2 separate regions of the Mus musculus genome follow, and region 2 is linked to region 1. Evidence: chromatin contacts called from public HiChIP or PLAC-seq data. All regions are on one chromosome and are shown on one strand. The core of a region is the stretch at or near the end of the contact, and the rest is flanking DNA. Distances in the headings are between cores, read along the strand shown.

What was found. HiChIP or PLAC-seq counts read pairs in DNA pulled down with a chosen protein or histone mark.
Region 2: a FOXA1 HiChIP or PLAC-seq map of pancreatic cancer cells shows a contact between it and region 1. The contact joins two enhancer-like sites. A contact is called at or near these places in 2 of 39 promoter capture datasets (hippocampal neurons and trophoblast stem cells) and 2 of 115 datasets of contacts at active chromatin or transcription factors (embryonic stem cells and pancreatic cancer cells).

What each region holds. Positions count from the first base shown.
Region 1 is chr1:184,856,433-184,861,732 of GRCm38.p6, reverse strand. Gm34451 (a long non-coding RNA gene) reads right to left here. Exons shown (of 2, transcript XR_865818.3): 2 at 5,237-5,300. Among named protein-coding and RNA genes, the nearest start is that of Mtarc2, 13 kb to the right of the region's middle. Within about 2 kb of position 3,227, at least 20 of the 459 cell types and tissues checked have an H3K27ac peak or open chromatin away from gene starts, as enhancers often do. A contact at or near this core is called in pancreatic cancer cells, where this site is marked.
Region 2 is chr1:185,281,495-185,286,744 of GRCm38.p6, reverse strand. It overlaps Rab3gap2 (RAB3 GTPase activating protein subunit 2), which reads right to left. Exons shown (of 35, transcript NM_001163754.1): 32 at 5,005-5,094; 33 at 4,235-4,447; 34 at 3,205-3,363; 35 at 1-2,898. The coding sequence ends at 2,749. Iars2 (isoleucine-tRNA synthetase 2, mitochondrial) reads left to right here. Exons shown (of 23, transcript NM_198653.3): 23 at 1-103. Among named protein-coding and RNA genes, the nearest start is that of Mir194-1, 29 kb to the left of the region's middle. Within about 2 kb of position 3,229, at least 57 of the 459 cell types and tissues checked have an H3K27ac peak or open chromatin away from gene starts, as enhancers often do. A contact at or near this core is called in pancreatic cancer cells, where this site is marked.

The DNA.
Region 1 (5,300 bases), core at 1,978-4,477:
CAACCTTACCCTGAGCATCCGTCTGGTGACTCACACCTTCACACAGCACTTACTGAGATAAGAATTCACGCACCAGTGGTTTCCCCAGTCTTCAAACATGTTCCTCAGATTCACAGGGTCATGAGAACAGTGAATATATATATATATATATATATATCTCCAGTTAACCAGAAGTACAGCTGATACACCACTTATTGCTTACAGTAGAGTCTGGGTTGGAGGCAGGCTCTCAGGATTAACACCTGAGACCGAGGGAGCTAATCCCAGCTCAGTCAGATCAGCATGCAACTGAGTACCAGATTTTCACCTATTGGTGTCAGCTGGAGAAGGCGCACACACATCTGCTGTCAGAAGCATGAAGTGCAGAGTAAGAGAGATGGATACATATGATTGCTTTTCCCTTTCACTTCAACAAAGCCTGAGCCGTGTAGACAGTCCTGGGAGGAGGGGCTTGCAGGCCAGATGTTGACCCCTCTACTACTGGCCCTCTGAGGTATTTGAGGTTCCTTTGAGCATTTCTGGGAATCTAAGCTGATCAGATGTCCTGAAGGTGAGTGTCTGCTGGGGACCCTTGCTGAACCCCTGTGGCACTGCATCTGGGGAAGTAGGTATCATAACTCCACACCCGGCCACAGGTTGTGTTGACCCCACAGGAACCTAGTTCACCGTGTGGGCTTCCTAGTAGAGTCATGGCAAAGACAGATGACAAAGAGCTGGCAGTCACCATGGACAAAGCAAATGAGGTGAATCCAGCTTCAAGTGCAGAGTGGGCAAAGTCTGACAGAGGATGGATAGGAGAGTCACAGGAAGGTACCCAGGCAAGGGAAGACCTGCGTGGAGCTGTCAGAGAGGAGGGCAGAGGGCAGAGGGCAGCCATGTTGAGATTGCAAACCCAGAGTGCCCAGGGCATAATGCGGGAGGAAACTGACGTTCCAGGAAGAAGCCAGTTAGCAGGGTGGTGAACATTTCATGGGGTCTAAAGAGGAGAAGGGGTGACCATGGGATCCCACACATGGTCTGAGAAAACCCACCCAGTCCCATGGGTCCAGAATAGCCTGGGTCTAAACTGGGTTGACAGAAAGGGAGGGGGACTAAGAAAGGCTGGCCTGTGTCCTGAGGAGTAGGGAAAGCAGGAGCAGCTTGGCAACAGGGAGGAAGAGAGGTGAAGCCTTTGAGCTGAGGCCCAGGCCTGCTGTTTATTTATTTAATGTGCACAATGCCTCTAGGCTGGGCCAGCAGCACGAGAGGAAAAGGCCCAGGGTTTTCTGTGGTGGCTGCAGTGCTTCCGGCTTCTTGTTGTCATCCTTACCTTGGCACTTGGATGGTCACGTGACTGGCCCAGACCCTGACCTTAGCCTCCCTAAGGGAGGCAGAAGCTTATTGTACACAGTCAACCTACTGATGTCTCTTGGTACTGGGCTCTGCTTGAAGGCTCAGTGTGACTCCTCCTGAGGGAACACTGGTACCTGGGATGAGGAGGGCTTTGTGTGTTGGGGAATGTGTGTCCTTCAGAACAACCCAGGGTCTTTCGAGTGCTTGGTGTCTGTTCATCACCCTCATGACAGCTCAAGGACATGATAGGACTCTCCTCAGGATTGAAATGAGGAACTGAGTGGACAGAGGTGCATAAGGTCCTACCTAGGTAGACTTCAGGTAGCTCTCACCCTGCTTTCTGGGTCACCCCTTCCTCCTAGGTAGAACCTAAAAGGCTTTCTTGTGTCTGGTCCTCAGGCACTCTGGGTCCTCAGCCTCAACGTGGCTCCCCTCTACTGTCTGCCCCTCTACCTCATGACATGTGATGTGCACTATGACAAATGACTTACCACTGGCATTCCCACAGCACGGTGCTTCCCATTTGAGAAACTGTGGGCCCATCACGGGTGGTTTCTCCAAAGTTGGTTGGAAAAAATCTTGTGTAGCCGGATGGGGGAGGGGTTGGGCATGCCTGCAACCCCAGCACTTAGGAGAGAGTGGCCTAAGGATAGGGTTTCAAGGCTATCCTCAGCCACATGGTAAGTTTGAGGCCAGCCTGAGCTACATAAGACCTTCTCTCAAAAAGCAAACAAAAAAGAGAGAAAGGGGGAGACAAAGGAGAGGAGGGGGGAGGGTTTTAAAGGCAACTGGTTTGTTGCTTTCAGAGACCAAGGTCTGCGTTAAAAGGAGGCTACCTAGGGGCCACGCTCCCTGAGCAAGTGTGTGCAGTGTAGACAACTGAAGCCTTTCTCTTTATTAATAGCTGGTGCATCTTTCCAAATCAACTAAGACAATTGGGAGAATCCCCCAAGAGACACGCCCATGGCCCAACCAGGGCTAGACAGTCTGAGACTCTCTTCTCAGGAAATTCTAGGTTATGCCAATTTGACGGTTAAAACCAGCTGTCCCAACCCACCATTTAAGGAGAAAGAGAGCCACATCTAGAGAAATAGGAGTTCAAGTGGTCAGGAGTGAGTAGTCCCTATAGGACTTGCTCTTGGGTTACACATATGTATCTTCAGCCATCCCTGAACCCAGGAGACTGGATGGTACTCTCGAATGCCTGTGAGGATTTAGTAACCTGTATTTAACACCTGTATTTTACATCCTGAAAGGACTTGTGATGCAGCTAGGTGACAGTGCACTTACCCAGTGGGTGCATTCAATCTTAGCAACACACACGATCGAGTGCCCAGCTATTTCATTTATCTAATCTCCATAACTATCTTCTTTCTGCTTCTTTTAGATTTAGTTCTCTCTCTCTCTCTCTCTCTCTCTCTCTCTCTCTCTCTCTCTCTCTCATGTCTTAAGCTAGAACATTAGTCACTCAGTATGATGGCTAGGTAGGTTCAGGTCGCCTTGACACGAACCAGTCTTTGAAAAGGGGGGACTTCAATGCCTCTGTAAGATCTGGCTGAAGGAGCTGGGCAAAGGTGGTACATGCCTTAATACTAGGACTCTGGAGGCAGAGGCAGAGGCAGAGGCAGAGGCAGAGGCAGAGGCAGAGGCAGAGGCAGAGGCAGAGGCAGAGGCAGAGGCAGAGGCAGAGGCAGAGGCAGAGGCAGAGGCAGAGGCAGAGGCAGAGGCAGAGGCAGAGGCAGAGGCAGAGGCAGGGGGATCTCTGTGAGTTCAAAGCTGGCCTGGTCTACAAAGTGAGTTTCAGGACAGACAGCCAGGGCTACACAGAAAAACCCTGTCTTGAAAAACAAAACAAAACTTCCTGCTGAAGGGCATTGTCTTAGTTAATGATTGATGGGCAAGAACCCAGCCCACTGTGGGTGATGTCATCTCTGGGTTGGTAGTTCTAGGTTCTATAAGAGAACAGGCTGAGGATGTGAGATCATTCTGGCTGCAATATCTGTTACTCTGTCACCCTGTTGATCACCTGGGTTGATTCGGCTGATCTGGCTGGCTAGGCAGGTGTTTGTTTCCTCCTTGGTGGCTCCATGTGTGTCCTTCCTGGAGCTGCACACTGGGCTTTGGTTGAAGAGTATTCAGGAAGACCTTCCCTGAATAGAGGATTGCTCGATGCTCCCCTTCTAGAACCTCCAAATGAAAAAAGCAAGCTGAGCAAACCACAAGGAGCAAGCCAGTAAGCAGCACCCCTCCATGGCCTCTGCATCTGCTCCTGCCTCCAGCTTCAAATATATATATATATATATGAAACAATGTTTCACTATGTAGCTCTAGTTGCCTCAAAGTAACAAAGATCAACCTGTCTGTGTCTCCTGAGTGCTAGGATTAAAGGACTGTGCTACCACATCCAGCTGTGTGTGTCTGTCTGTTTGTTGGTTGGTCAGTCTGTGTTTGTGTGTGTGTGTCTGTCTGTCTGTCAGTTGGTCAGTCTGTGTTTGTGTGTGTGTGTCTGTCTGTCAGTTGGTCAGTCTGTGTGTGTGTGTGTCTGTCTGTCGGTTGGTCAGTCTGTGTTTGTGTGTGTGTCTGTCTGTCTGTCAGTCAGTTGGTCAGTCTGTGTGTGTGTCTGTCTGTCTGTCAGTTGGTCAGTCTGTGTTTGTGTGTGTATGTGCCACCTTCTATATATGGAAGTCAAAGACAACCTTTCTTTACTACCTTGTGTGTTCCTGGATCCAAACTCAGGTGGTCAGGTTTGTTGGCAGCCACCCTAACCCACTGAGCCACCTCACTAACCCAGCTTCAGGTCTTTTCTCTGTTCGGATCCGAGTTCCTCTCAGTGCTGCTCCAGCATGGTCCTACAAGTTCTTCCTGCTTTATTTTTATCCTTGTTGGCTTAGCCATGTTTTCTAGTCCCCCTCATGATTTATTCTCTGACCGGCTGCTGTTTAGGAGTGGGTGTTTGGTTCTGAATAGTTGTGCTTTTCCCATATGTATTTCTGATGCTGTCTCCCCAGCTCCCACAGGCCGCACATGATTGCTGACTCACGGCCCTCCACGTTTTCAAACCCTGGAGCTTCATCCGCCCTGTGTGCCCAGCCATCACTGCGTCTGCTCTTGCTCTTTCGTTTCTTCTCCTTTGTAGGAACCCTTGTTAATATATTTTTATATATTATATAAATATACAAATATATATTTATATATAAATATATAACAAATAAATGTAATTTATTTGTGAACATAACTATTCACAAATATTATATACCGTGAATAAAGCAGAATATGTCCCACACCAGGCTCTCTAGCTTCAGCACCTCAGGTAAGTCTGTTTTTCCAGAGATGGTAACATATTCATAGGCACGGGACTTGGGATGCTGTGTCGACTGCTTTTCTGTTATTACAATAAAATGCTGTGATCAAGAGCAACTTACAGAAAGACAAAGGTTCATTTGGGCTTATGGATTCAGAGGAGTTCATGATGTCAGAAGCATGGGTCAGTGGTTAAGCGCTCTGGATGTTCTTCTAGAGGAGCTGGGTTCTGCTGGAAGCCAGCTCTGGAGCTCTGGATCTCTCCTGAAGGTAGCCAAGGGGGAAGAGTGTCAGCAGGGGTAAGACTTGGTCCTGTGAGAGAGTAGGGTTGCTCTCTATAATAATATATACCCAGCTTGACTTTAAGTTTCTCTAAAGCCTGAAGCTGCGGGCCTGTGGACCTATTGATGCTAACAGTGGGGGTGGGGGTTGGAGGTTGTGTGTGTGTGTGGGGGGGGGTTAGGTAAAGGATTTATTGCTAGTGCTCCCTTCTCTGGCCAGGCAGCCAGGAGACCCTTTATTGACTTGGCTGGTTAATTCTGTGTAAAAGAGAAAAGAAAGGAGCTACTCACACAGAAAACACACACACCAAATGAAGCAGAAAATGGCTAAATCACTTTTATTTATTGCTTTTAGCTTTTTATAGCTTTTATACATTCATACACACA
Region 2 (5,250 bases), core at 1,980-4,479, 430 kb before region 1:
TGGCAGAATGTTTTATATTTTATTAAAACTTTTTTGACTCAGTATTTAAGCTCTATGATATCTGAAAATAAAGGCATTCTGGGAAACTCCCAGCATATGATGGTGAAGAAGCTGTGGATGACGAAGCGTGGGATTCTGCAGGGAGTGGCAGTTGTGTGCCTCTACAAGGTGAGGGGGGTCAGTTCCTTCTGCCCACTAGCAAACACCAAGTTTCTAAAGCAGCAGGACTCTGAGTGTACTACAAAGAGCATCACCAAATTGTTATTCAAGAGGAGAAATCTCTGTGTTCCTACGGGTATGAACAGTGGAGGAAATAACACGAAGCGTTAATTTATTTCACTAATATACATAAGTTCACAATAATGAATAGACAGGAATAACAGTATATACAGAATTCACTACTTAACAATACATTGACATTAGATAAATAGAGCATTTCTTAAACAACCCAATACTGGATTGATTTCCAAGGATGTCTAATCTACTAAGTAGAAGCTAGTTGCCCAGCACTCCACCCCGTGAGGTGGAAGGGCGTGCTCTGCTGCTGCTGTGTGTGCACTGTAAGATATTGTTTCCTAATGAAGTGGATTATAGCAACTTCTAAGTGAATGCTATAATCGGTGTAAGCTTACTGGTACTAAGTTTAGTTTTCCATGATTTTAAATCACAAGGAATCATATATTACGAAGCTATTTCAATGTAGCAGGCTTTACACTGGCCTTAGATGAACTTTTCTAACAGGTCAATCTTTGCAAAAGTGTGAATGAAGCATTGGGAAGCCTGGTGCTGTGTACTGCTGACTACATTTCTCCCGGCCCCTCCATTTGTACATCTAACATAACCTGGAATAGAGAAGTTAGGATTATTTAAACACCTTCATTAATAAGGTAAACATATGTAATCGTAAGAAGAGGGGCAGTGTCTAGGGAAATACTAAGGTTTCCAGCACATGCCACGCCCTTGTTGCAGGACACCACCGTGTGTTAGAACCTAATTATTTTGTGACACTTTGTTGTTAGAGAATGGATACATACATGTTAATTTTCCTTTCTTACCAGAATTATTTTAAAAGCCCTTAGTGAAGTAGTAGACTGTTAATTGCTTTTGTTAAACTCAGGACTTAGTTTTAAAATTCTATGCATTTTATAAACTTTTTAGATGATATATCTAAAGACTTAATAATCTGTGTTCTGGTTCATTTAGTCAGTTTTATTCCCCCCAAAAATGCAAGCTACCCCCCTCCCAAAAGACTTAATGGGATTAGAGGAAAAAGACCAACATCATTAGCAATTAGCAGTGCTTGCAGCAGGAGGCTTTCCTGGCAAGCTGCCCACATCCTGTGCCTTCCAGAGTGCTGCAGAAGGTCCTGGGGCAAGTGGACCTACTCAGGACTGTGTCAAGGATGGTATGTATGTCAGTCAAGCTGTGATTGCAGGGATTCCCGCACAAGCTGGCTGCTCCTCAGAGCCACCCGAGCAACATCGGAAACATTTTTCTCTGAAGATTTGAAACCTGACAGTCAGCGGAGTTAGTTTTAGCCAGTCACAATCTTATTTAGATCTAACTTTCTAATGACAAAGAATTGATATTTGTGTGCGCCTGGGTGTCTGTCACTTTGTTGTGGAGTCCCTGAAGAGTATTCTCAGCCTTCTAATGGAGTTGGCTTCTTCCCTTGATTAGAATGAGTATGGTACACGTACTGTGAGCAACCATGACCATGGCAGACAGCAATAATTGCACTATATGGCTACATTCCAGATACACTTGAACTGCAGCCAGGGCTTGCTGATCTGCAGAGCGCAGTGCATTTCCTCACACTTGTCAGCACTTGGACTGCTCTAGGCACTACAGGGTCCAACACTAGCCGAGGCTCATCTTCTCCACCTAGCTGAGGTAGGTATGCTAAGGCTGTGACAGCACAAAGTGCCCCATCCTGTTCCCGGACAGGCAACATGACCAAGTCCCAGAAACAGACAGTTTTGAACACTTGGAAGAAAAATAAAGTTGAATTTTTAAATATTGTTTCTTTGCTTTGTTCTTTTTTTTTAAACATGTCTTACAAGATAATACATTTTTACAATTACCTGATGTGGATACAATTTTGGAACTTGACAAAATAGAGTAAATTTTAATTTACATAATAACTGATCTTGCTGCTTTGTTCACACCTCTGATTCCTAAGTCTGGCAAGGACAACAGACTTGAGGTCCTTCCCCAAGTTCCCCGGTCCCCTGCTGATCTCAAGCCATTTCTCCTCTGACAGCAGTAGCACCCTGGACAGGAAGTGGTTAGCACCCAGAGCTCCCTGCCAGGTGGCATCCCGGTACACGACCAACCATGAGGACATCTCTGTGTGTTTGAAAGGGACATGGGCTGTATCTCTAGTGTGCTCATGGAAGCAGTGTGAACACACTTAATCCCCACGGAATCATTTGGATAGGAACTAGACTACTACACTAAGAACAAAATCTGCAAATTATAACCAGTAACAATACCAAAGTTTAACAATAAAACTGCTTATTTGAATGAAAAAATAAAGAATAAAGCATCTGCATTAGTCACAGGATAGTTAATGTGTTTATAGTTTATCTTCAGTCTTTGCTGAAGATGGGGAATTTAGACAGGATTGCACATTTTAAAGTAATATATTTATTTATTATACAAAAAAAAAAACCTTCCGAAGTTCCAGATCTTACTATGAAAAATGACATGCAGTGGTTCATGTAGTCACAGGACTGTAGGCTACTGTCATAAAGTCGCCATGGCTTCCACGGCATCGATGAGGTGTAAGGCGAGGCTGTACTGCCCGTGCTTCTCTGGCAGGAGCTCCATCACTTTATGCACGAGTTTAGCTGTTGCTGCAATAGGCACGCCAGTGTTCTGAAGATCCTGAGGGTTCTGCGAATGGGACAGGACAGCCATTAGTTTGATGCAGCCAAACATGACCTTACTGACTTAAGCTTTACTGTGGAAGTTCTCCCAATAAAAGCATCTCTTTGGCCGGGCGTGGTGGTGCACGCCTTTAATCCCAGCACTCGGAAGGCAGAGGCAGGCAGATTTCTGAGTTTAAGGCCAGCCTGGTCTACAAAGTGAGTTCCAGGACAGCCAGGGCTACACAGAGAAACCCTGTCTCAAAAAAACCAAAGAAGCTCCCTGGCGAGGCCATCCATCGCGGAGCGTCTGCTCACGCCGCCCTCCACTCACCATTGCCTTCAGCCAGGTGCAGAGTGTGGGCGGGAGTCTGGCCAGCAGCTCCATGCCTTCCTTCGTCTGGGTGTGGAAAAGCGCGTGAGCCAGCCTTTGCCCGGTCAGCACTAGCAGCTGAGACGCCAGAACTTCTTTGTCCTGAACTTGAAAAATGGCCTGAGGGTGAACATGGAGAAACAATTCAGCAAGAGCTATTGTCCCAGGGTTGCCAATGAAGACTCTACTTCGGCTCTCAGGTGTACGGACGAAGGGAAATTGAAATTGACCTAGAATTTAAACCCAACTTTTGCTCATCAGCTAATTTTTGTTACCTAAATTTTCAATTCATGACACTGTATCTCATTTACAAAAAATGGGAGAGTGTTAGATTCTGCCGTCTGACGGCTACTGAGTACTCCGAAGTGGCCTCGGGCTTGGAGAACAGCCAACCTCTCCTTATTGCTGATGGAGTCACTCGCTCCTAGCCTGAGTGCATACCTACCCACCCTGACTCATTGCTTATGAGGTCTGGCAGCCACACTGGCTTTCTGGTCTTGGACCTTGCCACGCTGCTCCCTATCTCTGGACCTTTGGACTCCTCTGTTCCTCAGCTCTGGGAGCGGCTAGTTGGTTCTCCTTGAGGGCGGTTTCGTTACCACTTTCTTTCACCCACTGAGACTCCTGTGACTCGGTTTACGTTCATCTCTTGGTACAGAACTTCATGCTTCTCTGTTCCAGCAGATGATCAATCCTCAAGGGGCCTCACCTGTTTACTGCTCTGTGTCTGTATGAACCTGGCAGCAGGCACAAATCCAGACAGACACAGCTTTCTATTCCTTTGTTGACTAGACTTGGTCTCATGTCCAAACTGGTTTATGTAGATGAGGCTGACCTTAAAAGTTCTTATCCTCCTGCTTCTGCATCCCAAATGCACACAGCACTATATCCAGCTCTGGCTGTGTGTTTTATAACTTCCACCCCATGAGCATCTCGGGTCATCCCTACCTCCTCTCCTCAGAGGCCAATGAGCATCTCGGGCCACTCTTACCTCCTCTCCTAAGAGGTCAGCTCCATGGCTGTACAGCTCCCCCACATAGTGCCTTCGAATGACATCGTCGCTCACTTGAAGGTGATGGGCTAAGTCCACAGCCAAACCTGGCCAGTTGAGGTCTTTCCAATGAGTGTTTGCTGCTTCTGCAGAGGGATCTTTGTCCTTGGAATGCTGAGCCTGGACAGCTGCACTGACAACTTTCAGTAAGAACTTGAAGACAGGAAGGCACAGCACTGCCTCGTCAGTACTTTTCATTTAAAAGTAGCCCAGTGCTTGCTCTGTAAGCTGGTGGCCTGTGTTCAATCCCAAGAGGTCCTCTCCAGGTGGAGGAGAACTAACCCCAGAGCTGCCCTTGCCCCTCCATACTCATTGCCACAGGACAAGCTCCTCCCAGACACATCAATAACATAATTAAAAGTGCCTCAAGCCAACTTTGTCAAACAGACTACATTAAAAATATTTTTAATTTTTAAAATATATATATGTGTGTGTGTGCATTTATGTGTACACATGTGCACACAATGCCATAGCATGAGTGGAGGAATCAGTTCTCTCCTCTAGCATGAGATGGAATCAAGGTCACCAAGTGTCTTCACTCAACTGTCCCACTGGCTCGAAAATGGTTTTTCTCTCAATAAAGGCACACACACTAGGGAAACTAGCTCCTGGGAATCACTTGAAGAAGTAGGCCATCCTTTTAAAAGACAGCTGTATTTCTACTTTGCTATTTCCTCCTAAGAAACAAGAAAATTCACTGACTAACTTACCTGTTGTCTTACTGAAATAAAATTTGGATCCATTTCCCCACTAGGTAATAACTGAATTGAAGTTAAATCCTTAAAAAATGCATTCTTTCCCTAAAGAGAAAGACAAGAAAGCAAACGCACCCTGGTGAGTACCGATGAAGGGAGACTAAGGGGGATTCTAGAGCTGACCTCTTTATGAGTAACTAACTAATGGTTGGCTTTTACTTTTTTCTTAAACAGAAAGATGTCAGCATTCTATTCGCATGG